Linked DNA regions of Mus musculus: regions 2, 3, 4, 5 and 6 are each linked to region 1. Evidence: chromatin contacts called from public ChIA-PET, HiChIP or PLAC-seq and promoter capture Hi-C data. All regions are on one chromosome and are shown on one strand. Each heading gives the region's core, a stretch centred on a gene start, on an enhancer-like site or on the middle of the called end of the contact. The rest is flanking DNA. Distances are from core to core; before and after follow the strand shown. Region 1 holds the start of Hmgb1 (high mobility group box 1). Region 2 overlaps Slc7a1 (solute carrier family 7 (cationic amino acid transporter, y+ system), member 1). Region 3 holds the start of B3glct (beta-3-glucosyltransferase). Region 4 has its middle 57 kb from the start of Ubl3. Region 5 overlaps Wdr95 (WD40 repeat domain 95). Region 6 overlaps Ubl3 (ubiquitin-like 3).

The links. Promoter capture Hi-C pulls out the DNA fragments that hold promoters and counts their contacts. ChIA-PET counts read pairs in DNA pulled down with a chosen protein or histone mark. HiChIP or PLAC-seq counts read pairs in DNA pulled down with a chosen protein or histone mark.
Region 2: a promoter capture Hi-C map of hippocampal neurons shows a contact between it and region 1, with 4 times the contacts expected there. The contact joins the enhancer-like site here to the promoter of Hmgb1 in region 1. A contact is called at or near these places in 4 of 39 promoter capture datasets (the 3T3-L1 cell line, cranial neural crest, hippocampal neurons and 1 more), 1 of 484 Hi-C or Micro-C datasets (cerebellar granule neurons), 3 of 115 datasets of contacts at active chromatin or transcription factors (embryonic forebrain, large pre-B cells and stem cell-derived neural progenitor cells) and 1 of 9 other capture datasets (adipose tissue).
Region 3: a contact with region 1 is called in an HNF4G HiChIP or PLAC-seq map of pancreatic cancer cells. The contact joins the promoter of B3glct here to the promoter of Hmgb1 in region 1. A contact is called at or near these places in 2 of 115 datasets of contacts at active chromatin or transcription factors (embryonic forebrain and pancreatic cancer cells).
Region 4: an RNA polymerase II ChIA-PET map of effector CD8 T cells shows a contact between it and region 1, with 17 read pairs. The contact joins the enhancer-like site here to the promoter of Hmgb1 in region 1. A contact is called at or near these places in 2 of 39 promoter capture datasets (hippocampal neurons and pre-B cells), 3 of 115 datasets of contacts at active chromatin or transcription factors (effector CD8 T cells, memory CD8 T cells and pancreatic cancer cells) and 2 of 9 other capture datasets (adipose tissue and liver).
Region 5: an H3K27ac HiChIP or PLAC-seq map of the NIH/3T3 cell line shows a contact between it and region 1, with 3 times the contacts expected there. The contact joins the enhancer-like site here to the promoter of Hmgb1 in region 1. A contact is called at or near these places in 4 of 39 promoter capture datasets (the 3T3-L1 cell line, 3T3-L1-derived adipocytes and cranial neural crest), 1 of 484 Hi-C or Micro-C datasets (embryonic stem cells), 5 of 115 datasets of contacts at active chromatin or transcription factors (the NIH/3T3 cell line, embryonic forebrain, embryonic stem cells and 2 more) and 1 of 9 other capture datasets (embryonic stem cells).
Region 6: a promoter capture Hi-C map of liver shows a contact between it and region 1, with 2.8 times the contacts expected there. The contact joins the enhancer-like site here to the promoter of Hmgb1 in region 1. A contact is called at or near these places in 7 of 39 promoter capture datasets (the 3T3-L1 cell line, 3T3-L1-derived adipocytes, the C10 cell line and 2 more), 5 of 484 Hi-C or Micro-C datasets (cortical neurons, myocytes, pro-B cells and 1 more), 1 of 115 datasets of contacts at active chromatin or transcription factors (pancreatic cancer cells) and 2 of 9 other capture datasets (adipose tissue and liver).

What each region holds. Positions count from the first base shown.
Region 1 is chr5:149,051,450-149,054,460 of GRCm38.p6, forward strand. It overlaps Hmgb1 (high mobility group box 1), which reads right to left and starts at 1,608. Exons shown (of 5, transcript NM_010439.4): 1 at 1,451-1,608.
Region 2 is chr5:148,341,135-148,344,145 of GRCm38.p6, forward strand. It overlaps Slc7a1 (solute carrier family 7 (cationic amino acid transporter, y+ system), member 1), which reads right to left. Exons shown (of 13, transcript NM_007513.4): 6 at 1,604-1,722; 7 at 799-1,021. Among named protein-coding and RNA genes, the nearest start is that of Slc7a1, 57 kb to the right of the region's middle. Within about 2 kb of position 1,432, at least 180 of the 459 cell types and tissues checked have an H3K27ac peak or open chromatin away from gene starts, as enhancers often do. A contact at or near this core is called in adipose tissue and hippocampal neurons, where this site is marked.
Region 3 is chr5:149,676,831-149,679,841 of GRCm38.p6, forward strand. It overlaps B3glct (beta-3-glucosyltransferase), which reads left to right and starts at 1,400. Exons shown (of 15, transcript NM_001081204.2): 1 at 1,400-1,549. The coding sequence starts at 1,507.
Region 4 is chr5:148,493,856-148,496,866 of GRCm38.p6, forward strand. No RefSeq gene overlaps it. Among named protein-coding and RNA genes, the nearest start is that of Ubl3, 57 kb to the right of the region's middle. Within about 2 kb of position 1,581, at least 136 of the 459 cell types and tissues checked have an H3K27ac peak or open chromatin away from gene starts, as enhancers often do. A contact at or near this core is called in effector CD8 T cells, memory CD8 T cells and pre-B cells, where this site is marked.
Region 5 is chr5:149,611,499-149,614,509 of GRCm38.p6, forward strand. It overlaps Wdr95 (WD40 repeat domain 95), which reads left to right. Exons shown (of 23, transcript NM_029440.3): 23 at 1-396. The coding sequence ends at 235. Among named protein-coding and RNA genes, the nearest start is that of Hsph1, 23 kb to the right of the region's middle. Within about 2 kb of position 1,418, at least 72 of the 459 cell types and tissues checked have an H3K27ac peak or open chromatin away from gene starts, as enhancers often do. A contact at or near this core is called in the NIH/3T3 cell line, where this site is marked.
Region 6 is chr5:148,533,298-148,536,308 of GRCm38.p6, forward strand. All of the region lies in intron 1 of Ubl3 (ubiquitin-like 3), which reads right to left. Among named protein-coding and RNA genes, the nearest start is that of Ubl3, 18 kb to the right of the region's middle. Within about 2 kb of position 1,529, at least 41 of the 459 cell types and tissues checked have an H3K27ac peak or open chromatin away from gene starts, as enhancers often do. A contact at or near this core is called in liver and pancreatic cancer cells, where this site is marked.

The DNA.
Region 1 (3,011 bases), core at 358-2,857:
TGAGGGACAAAAGCCACTCCTGCCGCCGCCTCCTCCGCCACCACGGGGGTGTCGGGCACGCTCTCTTCTTTTTTTTTTTTTTTGTCTTTTTTTTTGTTTGTTTGTCTCCCAAACCGGGCCCGTGAAAAGTTGGGGTGCCCTGGCGCGCGCGCGGGCAGGATTGATTCTCCGCCCTCCCAACTTGGCCCGAGGTTGAGGGGGGCTGCGGCTCCGGGCGGGCCCGAGGCCGCCACGTGCGCCCGGAAGGCCGCACGCAGGCTCGCGCCGCCGCCGCCCCCATTTTGTCGGGCCCCGGAGCAAGGAGAGAAGAAGCCCCGCCGCTCGAAATGGGGGCTGGCTCCGCCCGCGGCCGCCAGGGCCGGGCGCACGGAATGGCCGCTGCGCGTCTTCCCCGCCTGCGCCGCCGCCGCGAGGGCGAGCGCGAGCGAGAATATGGCTCCTTCCCTTTGTGTGTGCGCGCGTGTGAGTGTGTGTGTGTGTGTATGTGTGTGTGAGTGTGCGAGGAGACCGAGGCGCGCGGCGGGCGGGCGGGGCGCTGGCGCACTCGCCATGGCGGCGGGGGAGGGGCGGGGGGCGCGCGGCTCCCCTCCCCCCGCGGCCCCCGCGCCGTCTCCCTCCGCGCGCCCCGCCGCCCCCGCACGGAGAACGCGGGGCCGGGGAGAGAGAGAGACTGAGAGAGAGAGAGAGGAGAGGAAGAGAGGGGAGCGAGAGGAGAGAGGGGGGGAAAAAAAAAAGTTGCCTCAGAACTGCTGCGCCCAGCTTCCCCCGCCCGCCCGCCCGCCTTGTTTTCTCTCCAGCCAGCAGCGCCCGGCCGAGTCAGCCATGTTCCAGCGAGCGCAGCGGCGCCGCTCCCCCCCACACGGCCGCCCCGCTCGCCCGCCGCCTCACCCGGCCCGAGCCGCCCCGCACGGCCGCCCCCGGCCCACCCGCGGCCGCCCTCGCCCGCAGCGGCGCCCCGCCCGCCGCCCCGCGCTCCCCGCCGCGGCCGCCCATACAGCGGGGAAGCGCCGCTGCCCGCCGGCTCGCTCGCTCCGCGCACGCCGCCTGCCCGAAACGCTCGGCCCTGGGGGCCACAAACACGTTTTGGGGAAAAAAAATTTTTTTTAAATAATCCGGAACACGAACACACACACAGGCAGACACAAAACAAAAAAAAAATTTTTTTTTTTTTGCGCCAGTGAAGCGCGGACGGCGCCGCGGGTGTGAAGTGGCGGCCGCCTGAGGCCCCGCGACTCGGCTCGGCTCCGCTCGGCGCGGCACGGCGCGGGGCAGCGTTCGCGGCAGCGGCCGGCGGAGCCTCGCTCCGTGCGCAGTTCCCCCCACGGTCCCCCCTCATTTGCCTTTGTGTGGAGCCTGACCCGCCGGCTCCGGGCCGCGGGGATCCGGCCGCCGCGCAGGCGACCAGGCTACCCGAGGCGCTCTCCCCGCCGCCGCGCCGCCCCGCACTCACCCTCCGCGAGGCACAGAGTCGCCCAGTGCCCGTCCGGCTCGCGCTTGCCCCGGCGCTGTCTCTATGGAGCTCAATGTACTGCAATGGCTGTGAGAGCGGGAGCCAGACGCAGCCTCCTCACTCTCTCCGCTCTGTAACATTACTCTCCAGCCAGCGCGCCTCCTATTGGCTACCGCCAACTCACCAGGCCCGTTCATTGGCCCGTTCCCTCCCATTGTCCTGACCAGAGCCCGCGCGCCATTGGCTGTCTGCGAGGACACGTCACCGAGGATTGAAACAGCGCGCAAATCTGAATGTGTGTGTGTGTGCCGGGCCGAGAGGCTGAGGCGGGAGAGGCAGCGGCAGAGGCAGCAGCTGCTACGGGAAAGCGGAGCTCTATGGTGTCTCTGTGCCTGCGCCTGCCCCGAGCCAGCCCCACGCCCGAGCCGCGGCGCGCGCGGCCAGGGCCCGGCTCCGCCGCAGCCACGGCTGCGTCCCCAGGCCCGGGCGCCTCCCCGCAGGCCCGCCCCCCCTCCCGCTCCACGCTCCCGCCCCGAGCCGTTGGGATGTGCGGCCCGTGCTTGGGGATGCCTCCCCGAGTGGGGTGACTGCTCGGGGGGGCCTGTGGCCCAAACACGGGGGCCTCTGCGGGCTCCGGGACGGCCGTGCTGCTGCAGCCCACCACAAGACACCCCTCCCCGGGACTGCCCGCCTAACGTGCCCACCCTGCCCAGAAGCCTAGTCTGCACCCGCCAGCAGGCGTCCAGTTGCACCCCTTCTTCTGGGTTTGCTCGGGTTTCCCCCAGTACTTCTCGAACTTTTTTTTTTTTTTTCCTTTTGGTGAGACACAAAGCACTGTTTTGAACTTCCCGGACACCAAAGCCTTATACCAGGGAATTAATGCACAGCCACTGGGGTTTGATACTGGCTGTTCTCAGAAAATGTTTGGGGGGGGGCCCAGCTAGAATTAGCAAGTTCTTTAAAGACCTCATTGCCCCACCCCCATACACACACATACACACACACACACACACACACACACACACACAGACGCTGTTTTCTGTGACTCGGTGTGGATTACTGTTAGAATCAAATGAATCTTTGTGATTGCTATCTTGCCTCCGATCACACCACTTAGTGCATACATGTACCTGCTCTAGGGTTACCAGACATTTAGGGCTACTGTTACCTGAGGGATTAGAAGCAGTCGGAGAGTGCTTGGGCCCAAACCCACAGGCCATGCTTTTTCCTGCTCTTCAAGTTGGCTGATCATTCTTAGGTATGCAGAGAAAAATAGCCAGGCTGGCTCTAAAGGCCACAGGCTTCCATCAATCTTTGATGAATCTAACAGCTCTTTCTTTCTGGTGAGCACAGCACCTCTCTTCACTTCAAAACAAATGTCCCCCATTTTTTTTTTTTAAAATCCTGGCTCCTATACACTTCTCAACTAAGAAACAAAGAATTCCTCCAAAATGCACTTGATCCAAGTCAAAACATCCAAGTCATAGATTCTGGGTTTCATTTCTATACCACTTCTGAGGCCCTATTATGTAATGGATTTGCTCGAATTTATTATCCTTAC
Region 2 (3,011 bases), core at 182-2,681, 710 kb before region 1:
CTTTATGCAAAGGAGCTACTACCTTACAGCCAAACTAAAGACCAAAATACAGTGGTCAAAGAGGGGGCCTGGCTCAGAGGCCAAAGTCAGGAGCAGAAAACCATTTCCTTGCCAAGTATCATGCATAGACATCAGCTCTAGTTCTTCACAACATCGTGGTGGTTTTTCCCCTTACCTACTTTCACATTCTGTAGTTTGTAACCTGTGTCAACTACAGTATGGAAATATTAGATAGAAAATTCCAGAAATAAGCAACTGATCATTCTATTTTTTAAAATGGTCAGTATGTGGGCTGGAGAGATGGCTCAGCGGTTAAGAGCACTGGCTGCTCTTCCAGAGGTCCTGAGTTCAATTCCGAGCAACCATATGGTGGCTCACAACCGTCTACACAGAGATCTGATGCCCTCTTCTGGCATGCAGACAGAGTGCTCATAAACATAAAATAAATAAATAAATAAATAAATCTTTAAAATGTCAGTACATAGTAGTGCCTCCATTGTACCCTTAGCTATTGGTGTCAATCTTACTGTGCCAAATGTTATACATTACACATTTGTGTGTGTGTGTCTGTGTGTGTGTGTGTGTGTGTGTGTGTGTGTAAAAGGAAATACTGTGTATATGGGGTTTGGAATAATCTTTTGCTTCAGGCATCCAGTGTATCCATGCTCCCCATGGATAAAAGGGAGCACGTTTTATAACACAACACAGCTGTATAACATTCCACTGGGCTAAAACACAACGAGACACACCACTGACGCTGGGGTGCTGGGGTTGGGAGCACTCGGAAGCTGATCTCACCTGGTGGAAAGTGCGCAGAGAGAGCCAATGGCCACTGCGTACTTAGCTTCTTCCCAGCCCTGGTGCTTGAAGGCACCAGGCAGCGGGCTGTCGATGTCCAGGCAGAAGTAAGGCATCATGAGCGTGAGAGCGGCGGACACGCCAAAGTACGCTATGAAGCAAATGAGGAGGGACGCCACGATGCCCACAGGAATGGCCTTCTGGGGGTTCTTGACTTCTTCCCCTAGAAGCAACAGGGTGTCGGCCAATGAGGGAAGGGGGAGGAGTAGTCGTAGCATCACATCCTCTGCAAGGTCAAACGGGCTAAGCCACGCCCCACAGGGTTCGGTGGGCAGGAACCGGGGTCTTCTGCCCTCCCGTGACAGAGCAGGGTCCTCAGTAACGCCCACCGCATAACCACAGCCCAGGAAGGTGTTCCCGACCCTCCTATGGCAGCTCAGCTAAGGGAGAGGCTTGTTTCTTTTGGCTGAGAAAGGCTGAGAGGCTTAAGGGAGCCTGACCTATCCAACCTGCCCGGCTGTTGTTATTACAAAGGCCTGCGCGTGCAGATATGAAATCAGGCTACAGCCACGCTGTCATTGTCCCAGTCTAGCGGCAGAGCCCTCGTTATGTTAATGATGTAATTTCCTGCCAGGCACTGCTCCTAGGGGGTGTGGGGAGGTGAGAAGCTATCAGCAGGAAGTGACAAATCTCTGCAGTTACTCCCACGGACCCAGAGCTGCAAGTGGCCTGTGCCAAGAGGAAAAGGCATTACTGGAGGTGGTTGCAAAGAAGCAGGGCCCCACGGGTGCGAGAGTCCACGGACCTGTGGTGGCGATGCAGTCAAAGCCCACGAAGGCATAAAAGCAGGTCGCTGCCCCTGACAGGACACCAGAGAATCCAAAGGGCATAAACCCTCCCTCACCGTATTTCACGTTTGTGTCGCTAGGAGAAACAAAACAAAACAGCAAAGATTAGAACACCTGCTGCACGGTTCCATTTTTGGAGACAGCACAGCTCTGAAGAGAAGGACAGCGCTTCAGTCTCTCTGGCCAATGTCCCTAGTCTTCCAGTGAGGACTCTGAGTGAGTGTCAGGCCTCTCTGATCCAGGGCCCGGAGCAACAGAAGCAGGCGGCTTATACTCAACCACTAGATCCCTTAAGCACCGGTACATAGGAGGGAGAAATGGCTGTAGGCAAAAGTGGGGGTGTCGCCACTGAAGGTTTGCTTTGAAGAAACATTGGGCGGCAGCCCCTGTGGAGTGAGAGCCTGGGCTTACCAAGATGAGCAAGGTAGGGCTGGCAAGATGGCTCAGCGGTTAAGAGCACTGACTGCTCTTCCTGAGTTCAAATCCCAGCAACCACATGGTGGCTCACAACCATCTGTAATGAGATCTGACTCCCTCTTCTGGTGTTTCTGAAGTCAGCTACAGTGTACTTATGTATAATAAATAAATAAATCTTTGGGCCTAAGCGAGCCGACCAGAACGAGCTGAGGTCATTTTTGTTTTTGTTTTTATTGGGGTTTTATTATGGGCAGGAGCTGCCACCACAAGGTATGCCCCTCCCACCAAGCAGGTCCGTTCTAATCCTCCTGTGCTTTCTGGGACCTTTTCTTTTTCTTTGTGCTGCTCTTTGTGAAGCTAGCAGCAACTTCAGGCTCCTCAGAAAATTTCCTTTTCTTCTTAGGGGGGGAGCAGAGATCTTAAAAAATCAATCCCCAACAACCACATGAAGGCTCACAACCATCTGTACTCACATACATAAAATAAGTAAATAAAATCTTTAAAAAAAAAAAAGACAAGCAAAGTCGAGTTATTAAATGAAGGTGGAGAAGACGGAGCTTGCCATGTGGACAGCGCAGATAAATGACCAGAAACAGAAGCTTGGGTGCCTTGCTGACGACAGATGCTCTGACTCCGACAAGGGGCTCACACAGCCTTCTCCAACCGATGGAATGGGTGCAGCACCCAAGAGCAAGGATAAACCTTCCACAGAGACCCTGCCCCACTTTGCCTCAGACCTCCGCTCCCTGACATGTGCTGTCAAGCCTCCAGGCTCCTGCCTTAAGTTCCTGCCCTGACTTCCACCAATGATGAACTGTGACCTGGAAGTATAAACCAAACTAATCCTTTCCTTGTCAGTGTGTTCCTATAGCCACAGAGAAGCACTCAGGACATCCTAGGATCGTTACCAGAGGTCCTCCACGTGATGAATGGGGTTAGGGGGGGAAG
Region 3 (3,011 bases), core at 150-2,649, 630 kb after region 1:
CAGAGGCATCAGATGGATCATCGGATCGGCCACTCTGGAGTTTGAGTTACTGGCAGTCATAAGCCAACAAATGTGGATGTAGGAATGGAACTCAGGCCCTCCAGGAGAGTAGTACATGGTCTTAATCACTGAGTCACCTCTCCATCCTTCCAGGATAATTTCAATGAAAAGTCTGATCCACTAAGCCCTCAAAGTTGTTTGCTACCAAAGTAGGGTCCTCAGTTGTGTTACTTGGCTACTAGATTTTTCTCTCTATTTACATCTTGTTTATAGGTACGGTGTCTAACAAAGGGAAGGAATATTTCCTAGGAGAATGCTAGAAAACTTTAGCAATGGGAAACTGTCTATCAGCTTTAGAACTTCCCAAGAAAGCCCAAGGAGTTAAAGCAGCCAACCAAGAATTTGGAAAAACTGTAGCGCTGGTCTTCATCAGTCAAGAGACTGGCACCAGTCAACAAGAAACACACAGAAACTAAGAAATATGACTGCCAAAGTCTTTATGAGCAGGCTTGCCCTAGAGTTTTACTACCTGTGGTTGGGGGAGATGTTCGGTGAGTCATTTGTCCTGTGACCACAGTGGCTGAAAGGCAACTCTAGCTGCCCTCTAGCCTCGCATCATCTAAACACAAGCCAGGGTTGCTCAGTCAGTCTTTTTTACATCCTTGGAGATGCAGGAGAAACTGTGTTTCTGGGAAGGGTCCCTCTAATTCTTCCCTGTAATTGTTTCCCTCTTTGGTTCACTACAATGTAACTGTAAGGTCCTCAGGTGGAACTCTTCCAGGGTGGGAGGGAGACCCTTCAGGATTCTGTGCTGGAAGGAACTCTGCTTATGTGACTTTTCCACCTCACTCTTCTCTGTGTTCTTAATTGATTCATTTTCATCAAGTATCTTGAATACCCTCTCTCTTCCATCACAGTGAACACTCAAAATAACATTAATAAAAATTTAGCTTTACACCAACATCTATTAAGAGCAAAACTCCGGGCCAAAGCTATTAATCAAATTCCATTTAAGAAGAGGATATTAAGTAAATTAGTTGAGCTGATTAAAAACACCTTCATCAAAGTAGAACATCGGTGCCAACAATATTAAGAGTTGAATTATCGATTTTGCTTTTTATAAAAACTGAAGATAGTCCATTAGCAGGGAAGAAAAAAACGATCCTTCTTCCTTCACTTTGAGGACAGTAAGGGTGATCTACTGCTAGGGATGGGGAAAGAAGTTCTGGGAAGCGAAGGGCATGACGGCAGAGTTTGTCAGAGGGTCAGAAAAGAAGCTCTGAGGTCAGATGCCCAGAGGAGGGCGCGGTCCAGCTGGGCAGCAGGACCACCTACAACCGCGCCGGTTGCGAGCGTACACCGGGGCGCTCCCGATCCCGGCCGCCAGAGGGCGCAGCCCGAGCCGGCGCGGCGCCGGGAAGGAGGAGGGGAGCGCGAGAAGGGTCAGGCGCGCAGGGCGTCCGCGCAGCTCGGCTCCGGGAAGGGCGCGGAGCCTCTGCCTCCGGGATGCGGCCTCCCGCGCTGCTGGCGCTGTTCAGCTGCTCCGCGGGTAAGTAGCGAGCGGCCCGGGCGGGCGCGGGGAGGGAGTCCCGGGGCTGCTGGCCACCCCCGCGCGGTTCCGGCTGCCGCCCGCCCCGTCCCGCCCCGTCCCGGCCGCAGCGCCCTCTAGTGGCGCCACCCTCGGCCCGCGCCCTCTCCATCTCCGCCTCCTTCCGCCGGGGCACGCGGGCTGGTGGGGAGGGCGCGGCCGGGTCGGGAGCCAGAGCCGCGCAACTGCTAGAAACTTTACAAGAGGCCGCGCCTTTCCCGCCCCTGCGCGCCGCCCGTGCGCCCTGCGGTGCACACCTCGCGCCCCACTATGAGCACCCCGCCCTGTGCGCCCCCAGCGCCCCGCCGAATGCTTGCCGCGCTCCGCGGTGTGCACTCCGCACTCCACCGTAGCTATCCTACGCCCCACGGCATTCATGCCACGGCCCGCCGTGTGCACTCTGCGCCCCACTGTGTACACTCCGTGCGCCCCACCGTGTGCACCCTCTGCTTGTGCTTACTCCGTGCCCGGCCGTACACCCCCTGCTCTCTACCGTGTGCCCCTGTGTCCCACAGCTGTGCACTCATGGGTCCCATAGTTGTGCATCCCATACCCCTAGATGTGCATCCCCGCGCCCCACCTTGTGCACACCCCTCGATCCTCCATGTGCATTCCCAGTGCCTGGAGGTGCATATCCCAAGTTTCACCCCTCCCGACCTTGAATACCGTATCCCACCTCACCGTGCATACCCCGCATCCCACTGTGTGCACCCCGCTCTCTACCTTGTGCATCCCCCGTGTTCCGCCCTGTGCACCCTGTACCTCCTGTTGTGGACAACCTGCACTCGGCCATGGGCACCCCTTTTCCCACTCCTCCGTATGTACCCTGGATCTCCTGCTGTGCATGACCGGTGTCCCACTATCTACACCCCACCCCCACCCCCGCCCATCGCCCCAGTCAAGCACACACCGTTTTGCCTTAAATACTCCATGCATCCCATCGTGTGTTCCTTGAGACCCTACCCAGCTTTACAGAACCCTGATACAGCCATTAGCACGCCCCAAGGCGCGCCCCCCTCCCCGTATCCCTTGCGTCACCCCCACCCTGTACCCTCAGCTCCTGCAATTTCCCAGAGACCTCCTCTCTTTGTGTACCACTCCCTAGGAACCTACAAACTTGGCCTGCCTTCCTCCTAATGCAGTTGGGCAAGGAGGGGAGGGAGGACCGGGGTGCCCCGCGGAACCTTGAGGCCTCCGGGAAAATCAGAGAACTGGTCCCAGGCAGTCCAGTTGCCTGTTCCTTTCTTCCCGTTTTCTGGAGGCCGTTTCCTCCCCCTTTCAGCTAAGATGATGTGGAAAAAAAGTTATAAAGTCATTGCGAATGACTCTTTATGATATTTGTTCAAGTTTGAAAGCGTGGGTTAAAAAAAAAAAAAAAAAAGACTCTTTGCAGCTTGTCCTAATACTTTTCCCTAACCCTGAC
Region 4 (3,011 bases), core at 331-2,830, 560 kb before region 1:
CCACAGGTAGAAACTGGGTCTCCTGTCCTCAGATTCCTAAAACCTCTTCCACAACTCCACCCAGGCTGGGTGTCACCTAAATTGTTAGCACTAAGGCTACGTGCAAGGTAATCAGAGACTGGCAGTAGCCAGATGGGGCACTGTGGAAATTAGCATGGTGGTCACAGTGGGAGCACCTGTCCTAGGAGTCAGCCAGACATCTGCCAACATGCCAGAGGGGCTTGAACATCCACATTGGTAGTCAAGAGACAGAACTGGTCTACATGCTCAGATGAATCGGTAAGGGAAATGTAGTGTATTTATTCAATAGAATTTTTATTCAGCCATCTGGAACAGTAACATTACTGGAAAATGGAAGTCATTGCATTGAACATTGAGTAAAGCAGGCCAAACTCAGAAAGACAAATGTGTGTTTTCTCTTACAGGCAAACTCTAGAGGTCAAAACCAGTAAAAGACATGTCTATGGACTTGATCCCAGAGGACAGACACACAGACACACATAGAGAAAAGCTGGGATCGGGTGAGCTTGATTCCTCTCCTGGAGCAGCACCAACAGCCTGGAACCTTCGCACGTATTTTGTACCGCACAGGGGGAGGAGCTAGCTGTTTTGGTGGGAGGGCTCTGTAGAGGGAGGAGCTAGCTGTTTTGGTGGGCGGGCTCTGTAGGAGAGGAGCTAACTGTTTTGGTAGGAGGGCTCTGTAGGTCAGCTCTCTCAGGTTGCAACAATCTGGGAACAGATCCCTACAGCTGTTAGTATTTTTGTTTTGTTCTTTTTTATTTTTTTGCATACTCTTAATGTCTACCCTAAAGAAAGACTTTGCCAGTTTCCATAGATCTGAGGCACTCGCCCTGGTCAATGATACCCATCCCTCAGGGCTTATCTGCCCCTTACATGGTCACTCAGGCCTTTCTTGGTTCCCCAGGAGACATAGAAGTAAAAGGGAGATTTTTTAGAAAGGGGGAAGGGTTGAAGAATATGATCAAAGGACATTATCTGTACGTGCTTTGAATGAGACAGCTCACAATGAAACCTACTGTTTTGTATAATTAATCTATTGCCATCAAAATCATTAGAGAAGCAAGGGATTGCGTGGACTGTGAGTATCAGCAGGCTCTTCCCCTTCATCCTGACAAGCAAAATGAGAGATAAATAAAAGGACTTCTCAAAGAAGACTTCCTAGGAGTCAAGGGGCGATATGAGATCTGAGCAGGTGGGGGAGTAGAGGATCGGGAAGATGATAGAAAGGGAAGCTTGAAGGGGCATCCTACCAGAAACGAGTGTAGGAGATCAGCTGAAGGCTGAGGGCAAGCCCACGCGGGGACATTAGCAACATTTCTCCAGCTAGGCAACAGGGTCCAGGGTCACACCAGCAGGTTTCAGCCACCCCTCCCCCACCCACGCCCATGCCATTTCCTCAAACTCTAGACTACTGTAATCAGGAAGCAAGCATGTAAAGTTGGAAAAAAAAAAAAAAAAGATCAAAGCCCTAGACGTCAGCTGAGAACCCAAGTGCTGACAAAAGAAAGCAGTACGGAAGTGAGAGGAAGTGCAAATGAAGACCATGGGACTGTTCACACACGCAGAGGAGAGACTAGACAGGCACTGAGGAAAGCCCAAGAAGAAAGGGGCGGGGCGTTGACGCAGAGGGCTGGCGAGGGGTCACGGGACTTCCACAAGGGGAGTACCAAAGTCTGGCCTGGTGGGCTCTCTGCTCTTACGGCTCTAGGAACTCCGAGATGGGGTCGGGTGTGGGGTTTGCTTTAGCCCAGGAATGTCTACCTGGCTACCTGGGCAATAGAAGAAGAGAGGAGGAGGACGGGAAGGCGTGTGCATGTGTGTGTGTGCACAAATCTTCCAGATAGAATTCAACCCATAGACTGAAGGTATACCTTGTGTTCTTGGGAATTTTGGTGCTGAAGTTTCTATGCCAAGACAAACTAGGAAATGTCCAGGTATCCAGGAACAAAAAAAAATCAATTGCAACAGAAACAACTCAGACTAGCTTGTGTTCTTTTACAATATCAAAGCTGATAGCTGGGTGTGATGCTGCATACCTTTAATCCCAGCACTCAGTTAGCAGAGGTAAGTGGATCTGAGTTCGAGGCCAGCATGGTTGACAGAGTGAGTTCCAGGGCAGCCAGGGCTACACTGAGGAACCCTGTCTTAAAAAACCCAAACCAAAAATCAAACAACAATCAAAGCCCTTAAACAACAAAGTAATGTCTACAAATCACTGAAGGGAAGGGCTACTGAGGCCGTTACCCCGTCACAAGCTGTCCATGTGATCAGAAGGCATCAGGGAGGAGCTGATGCAGACATATGGGAAGAGCATGTCAGAGCAACCTTACCGACAGAGGGCGGAATCGTCATTTTAAGCAGACCAATAGCCATGCACGGTGGGTCACATTAGTAATCCTAGTACTCAGAGGGCTGAAGCAGGAGGATAACTAGCAGTTCTAGGCAGTCTCAGTAACAGGCCCAGTCTCAGCCCAAACCACCACCATCAATAAAACCATGAAAATGACAAGAAAGACCACAGTGTAAAAAATGATTATTAATGTTTTGTATATATTAATGCTAGCAGTAATTTTTTAACCAGTTTTCCCCCCAAATAATGGTTCAGTGGTTAAAAGCACTGCCTGCTCTTCCAGAGGTCCTGAGTTCAAATCCCAGCAACCACATGGTGGCTCAGAACCATCTGTAATAGAATCTGATACCCTCTTCTGGTGTGTCTGAAAACAGCTACAGTGTACGCATATAAATATAATAAATAAATCTTTTAAAAAAGAGAATAGTTTATTGAACTCACACCCTAATACTGAACATTCCAGACCAGGAAAAAAAAAAAAAAAAAAAAGGTCTCGGTAGCCTAATTGCGGTATTAGTTTGCTCTCAGGGCTGGCTTTTTATAGGAAGAACCAGGTTCAAAAGTTCAAAGGCAAGCAGTGATGCAGTACAATATTTCTGTCTAACTAGACAAAGTATCATCAGCTAACCTTTAAGCTGAT
Region 5 (3,011 bases), core at 168-2,667, 560 kb after region 1:
ACTGTCAGCTCGAAGAAAGCCTCGCTGGAAGATGCCTGAGCTCAGATGGCCCAGCATTTACCAGGCCCTCCGGTGCCACGAGCTTGCCTTTGTGTCTGCTCTCGGGGAGAAGCCAGATCTGTCTGTTCCTGGCTCTGACTTGTTCCCGGTTGGTTTCTGCAGCCAGGAGACAGAAGCAGCGCTACCAGAAAGGAAGAAACTCTCACCCTGGAGCGGTTTCTTGCCCGAGTGCTAAGGACCTTGACCTCCTTGCTTGGCCAGTTCTTTCCTGTGTCATGGAAAGGTTTGGCTGAGCTTAAGGCTTTGACCCCTGAGGCGTAGAAAAGAGCAAGATGAGAAATGATCTCAGCCCATGTGGGCTCATCCTGAAGCAATTAGAGTTGAAATTTCAGAGAACAAATCAGATTCTCGCTGTTCTTTCTGGAATGTCAATGTCTCACTGGATGGAGAGAACCCAGAGCAGGTGGCCGCGGCGAGTGGCCCCCAAACAGCTCCTCCAACGGGCCACCCACCACTTAGGGCATCTGTCTGGGGTAGGCTGAGGACGGGGAAAATCAGGGAGGCTGCTGGAAACAGGGAGGCCTGCTTTCAGACAGATGGAGTTTCTCATCAATTCCTAACAATCCCTTGGGAATAGACACTGTCTGCAGCCATCTTACCAACAAGGAAACTGGGGCTTCCAGATGGTCATCCACCTGTTGTAGGAGCTAGAGATCAAGAGGGGAGTGGCCTTTTCTCAACCCCTGGACTCAGGAGAGGCTAAGTGTGGCTACTAGGTCAGTACCTATGTGATCAGTTCAGAGCACGCAGCCTGGTGGCATAGACATGCACGACTCTGTGATGTAGTGTGATAACCAAGAGGGAGCAAGGAGGTTTGTGTGTGTGGTGGATGTCCCTGGGGAAGGAGATCCTGAGGGGGAGTGATGGGCAGGTCAAAGATCAAAGGGAATGGTGACTACATTGTCCCCTAAACCCTGATGGTGACTATGTTGTCCTCAACCCCTCCCCCTGCCCGCTTCCTGGGCTGCCAGTGAAAGTATGTTCCTGATCTTGAGATAGATTACTGTGCATTTTTCTGGTGTCCTTATAAGAGACATATGGGGATAAGGGGAGAAGAGAGAGAAAGAAAAGGAGGGAGAGTGGGGGGAAGAAGGGGGAGGAGGAAGTAAGCCAGGTAGCTCCCAGAGGGTGGAAGAGGCAGCAGGATGCCCCTAGACACCACAGGAGCACAGTTCTGCCCTCATCTTGCTTCCACACTTCTGCTCTCCAGAGCTGTGAGAGAATAAATGTGTGTTTGAAGGCAGCCTCTGTGCACCAGCTGCAGGCCCAGAAAACTAACGCAGGCAGGCACCATGTTTTCCAGAGGAACGCAGATCTCCCCGGGGCATACGGAGCTCCGGCAGTGGTGAATCACTGTTTTGCTCCCTTATGCTGTTCATATTTCATGCGTATGTCAGGCTCCTGGTAAACTCCAGGGACTCAAACGGAACTAGGACTCTGCTCGTGTTTTCAAAGAGCACGCAGCCTGGTGGCATAGAGATGCACGTCTCTGTGATGTAGTGTGATAACCAAGAGGGAGCAAGGAGGTTTGTGTGTGTGGTGGATGTCCCTGGGGAAGGAGATCCTGTGTGTGTGTGGGGGGGTGATGGGCAGGTAAAAGCTGCCCTACCATAATCCCCATCACTTCTGGGTCGTCTCTGTGTGGAACTATGTATCCAAGCACAGAGAGAGTGTGAGAGAGCGAAAGAGAGAGACAGACAGACAGACAGACAGACACACACACACACACACAGAGAGAGAGAGAGAGAGAGAGAGAGAGAGAGAGAGAGAGAGAGAGTATGAATGTACATTTGAAGTAGGAGAGCAAGTGTTCACAGGCAAGGCTACCAGGTCAAAGAATAGATTTTGGGAGCACCCTGGCCTCTCCTACCGCAAAGCTCTACCCCACCTCCCCTGCTGCCCTGGTTTCTTTTAAGAGAAGAGGCTAGGTCCCATTGTCCTACAGTTGGTCTGGAAAACCCTGGGCTGGCCGAAGAGGACTCTGAAAGTAGAGAATGAGGAGCCTTGGTTAAATCAGGGCCTTGCTTGCATCCTCCTGTCCTATGATTCCCGATAGGCTCTGTCTCCCTTCTAGTTTCCTGGTCAATCCTTTGCTTTCTTCTACTACCCTCAGTACTAGCCTCCTGAAGGTGTCTGCGTGGGGCTTCTCTACTAGTCATTCAACAAACACCGTCTACCAAAATGAAGAAGGTCGTGGCACGTTCCTCTGCTTGGGAGAAGGAAGCTGGATGCTGAGCGGAGGCAGGTGTAACCCAAGTTCCACTTGGGTTCGTGTGGAACACACCTGAGCATTCACACCTGCTGCCAGCTTGGTCTGCTGCAGCTTGGCCTTCTGAGCAGCACACCCAGAGCCCTGCCACCTTGAATTACATGGGCACCGTTCCTCCTACAGTCCACCCTTTGGGAGCAAGTGTGGTAGCTGGGTTTTCCAGGACAGAGTAAGCAGCACCTCCTCCCTGAGGACCAGGGCTTAAACTGATACAGAGAAATCCCAGGCAGCTAGGAATTGTGGGAAGCTTGACCAGCACACAGTCGCTGCTGTTCAGAGTGTATCAGCTCAGGAGTGCAAAGCAGACAAGTTTTGCTGTCTACACACAGATCACTGTGCATCTAAGAGAAGGTACCACACGTTTTATTCTTGTGACTGGTAAGCCCAGAAATCATGTGATCTTACATAAATCATGTGATCTTACATATGGACCATCCAATAAGGACAAATAGGACTTTAGTCTTTAGGTTGCCCCAGTAGCTTTAATGGTCAGGTAGCCAAATGCTTTCCGTCTACACAATGTCTGCCTTCTTCAGTGGGCTACATTTAATTCTTTAGTGGATCTAAAGTGAATGGTCTCTTTTAAAGCTCCTCTCGGGATTAAACACATCTGTGGGGATTGTCCAAAATTTCTCAAACAAGACTTGGATCACAAAATGGGCTGATGAGGGTAACCGTAGTC
Region 6 (3,011 bases), core at 279-2,778, 520 kb before region 1:
TTTTCAGCAGTTACATACTTTGGTGCTTACCTAAATGCCTGTTAGCTTACAGATTTTATCAAGAAAAACAACTACATTTTACCAGACAGCAAACTTTATCTAGAAAAGAAATTCATGGCAGCAATATAAAAGTGCTAAAGACAAAACACACACTCCTGTTGTTTGGGTACACAGCAAGTGCACAATGAAAGATGATAATTTCATTTCTACGGCGCCAGACCAAATACTACACATGGGGAGAGGAGAGGAGACCAATAGCCAGTCAAACTCGGGCGAGCACATCCTCTCTGAGGCAGTACAATGGGTTCAAGAACGATACACTTGCATTCTACCCTTGTGTCATCAGGACCAGCAGCAATGGCTTGAAGTTGGTGACAGAGCTTGAGTGGGCTGCTGTCTACAAATACAGCTTTATGAGAGACAGTGTAGTACTACTGGGTGACACTGGTCATGTATACTAGCGATCAGCCAAAGTCCCAAGACTGAGTAATACAGTTTTTACCAGAATACATTTTATTATCTAATTTTAATGTCTACTGCAGAAAAGTCACAAAATAAAAAGGAAGCAACGCTGCCGCGCCTTGGGAGCTGTCCTGCCTGCTGTAGAGAGCCAGCCCACACTGGCACATAGAAAAGGCTCAGGAAGGCATCTGCCTCTGCATAGAAATGTTATTAAAAGAAAATCAATTTCTTCCTCTTCCATTAAATACATGCTGAATAAATATTTAAAGAATATTATTATTAGTTCCCAGATGACATGGTGTGGCCTGTCCTGGAGAACAGGAGCAATTGCAATGTCACTGCAGTGTAACTAAGAACCCAACAGCTTTATCAACTGTGTCACACTGCACAAGGCCCTCAGGAAAAGGGCTCCTCAAGAGAGTGTCTGAAGAGGAGCTGCTGCGAAGGAAGGCGAAGAGGGAAATGTTCCTGATGAATCTACTGTAGACTTCCAAGAGCCTAGAGACTGAATGCTATAAAATGAAAAACACAAGCTCTTGAAATAGCCATGAACTATACCAATTTACTATAGGGTGAAGATGGTAACATGAAAAATACCCAAGTTCATGCATTCTGACATTGAATTTGTTAGTGTCCTGAAAAAAAAAAAAGTAAATTTGAGAGTGCCAGAAGCCAAAGAATATACACAATACACAACTGAAAACAAAACCCCTGACTTTATTTTTAACCCCTAGGCTGCTGTGTTTTCTCAGCCTGCAAGACCTCTACACCCACAAGCAGGTTTCAGATGGGTTTCTCAGACGACTAAACAACTCTTGGCTCAGCAGGTCCACAGGGAGAACTATGAAGGACGTCTCCAAGTCCCGTCTCTGCCACGAAGGGACTGAATTTACTGCATTTTGGAGGCCGCATGAAGCTCAATATCTCTTAGAATGTGGATGACTCGGCACCATCCCATAGGTAGCAGTTTTTGTGCAGAACCATCACAAACATCATGTATTACACACTATGACTCCAGTCCTTACCAGACAGACACTCAGGGTATTTCTACTACACTTTCAGTATGCTGTGCTGGGAACTCTGCCAGCTTTTTGGATTTTTTTCCCCCTCCTGTCAGCAGGGTTGACTTAGAATGAATGATACATAAATGAAATATGAATGAAAGCATTTGAACTGTGGGGCGTTCTGTAGACACTGCAACAGTGTTTGTATCAGCAACAATTTTAGTGTTATTACTATGCTACTTTATGTGTAGTCCCTGTTTCCTCTCAAAGCTATTTTGCCTTGATGATGCTGTCTAGGTTAGAAAGATATACACAGCCTGTGGGGTACTTATTTGGGAAGTAACCATTCTCACAGAAGCTGTCTTTCGAGACTATAACTGCAAAGGTCTTGTGATGGGCTGGGTTTTAAATTATTGTGTAAAATACTAGCAAATATGTCAAAAAAAAAAAAAAGCACACTCCATACTGACCTCTGAAAACCTCTAGGAGTATACTTTATAACTGTGTGGTTTTGCTGTTAGAGAGCAGAGATTGCTGTAAAATGGAATCATCTATCTTGTCTGCTAAGATGCAGAACTCAAGTTTTATTGGCTGCATGCTGTGGTTCCCCCAAAACAAAAGTTCCACCAATGCTGCAGTTATTTTTAAAAGTAATCTGTATTCCAATTCTTACAGCAGAGCATGGTTATAGATGCTTTTTTAAAAGTCACATCACCAGAAAATCAATACTAGAATCAAGCTTTTTTTTTTTTTTGTTTTTTGTTTTTTCAAGACAGGGTTTCTCTGTGTAGCCCTGGCTGGCCTCAAACTCAGAAATCCGCCTGCCTCTGCCTCCCAAGTGCTGGGATTAAAGGCATGTGTCACCACGCCCAGCTTAGAATCAAGTTTGGTAAATGGAATAATATTTAAAAACAAATCCACATGTACTTGTACGCACAAATGTATGAATTTTTATGTATTCAATCCCTTCTCCAATTCCAAACCAAATCAGGTTGAGCTGGGTAGACAGCAACCAGACAAAGAAAGGTATTTTCTCTGCCTCTCAAAGAGCCACAATTCTATCTGATGCAAGAATATGACAGACCTGGCAACCAGTGAGAGATAGATGGCATAACTACTTGTTCTACCATGAACTGGTAACAAAGTCTTCTTTAATGATTTGATCCAGCTGCCAGTCTGGCAGATCAATGTGGCTTACTGAGAAACTGTACCTTAGGTCCTCACTGCAGGTCCCTAGTACACCATTTATTATGTGCAAATGCACTGCCCAGAAGCTGCACTTCACCATCATCTAGCTCCAGCAAGAAAGGAAAATAAGAAAACTACCCCAGATCACCACTCACAAGATTTCTTATTCACGATCGAGACATCCAAATTTAAACTAAGGAGGAAAGGATACTATCACACACATCCTTTCAGTCAGGAAGAGAAAGCTGATATCTGTAAAGCCTTCAAACCACAGGAATTCAGAGACACTTCACATCAATTATTTAAGAAACAGCTAATCTCTTATAAAGCAAAGGAAAAGGAGGTTCAGGTCACTTG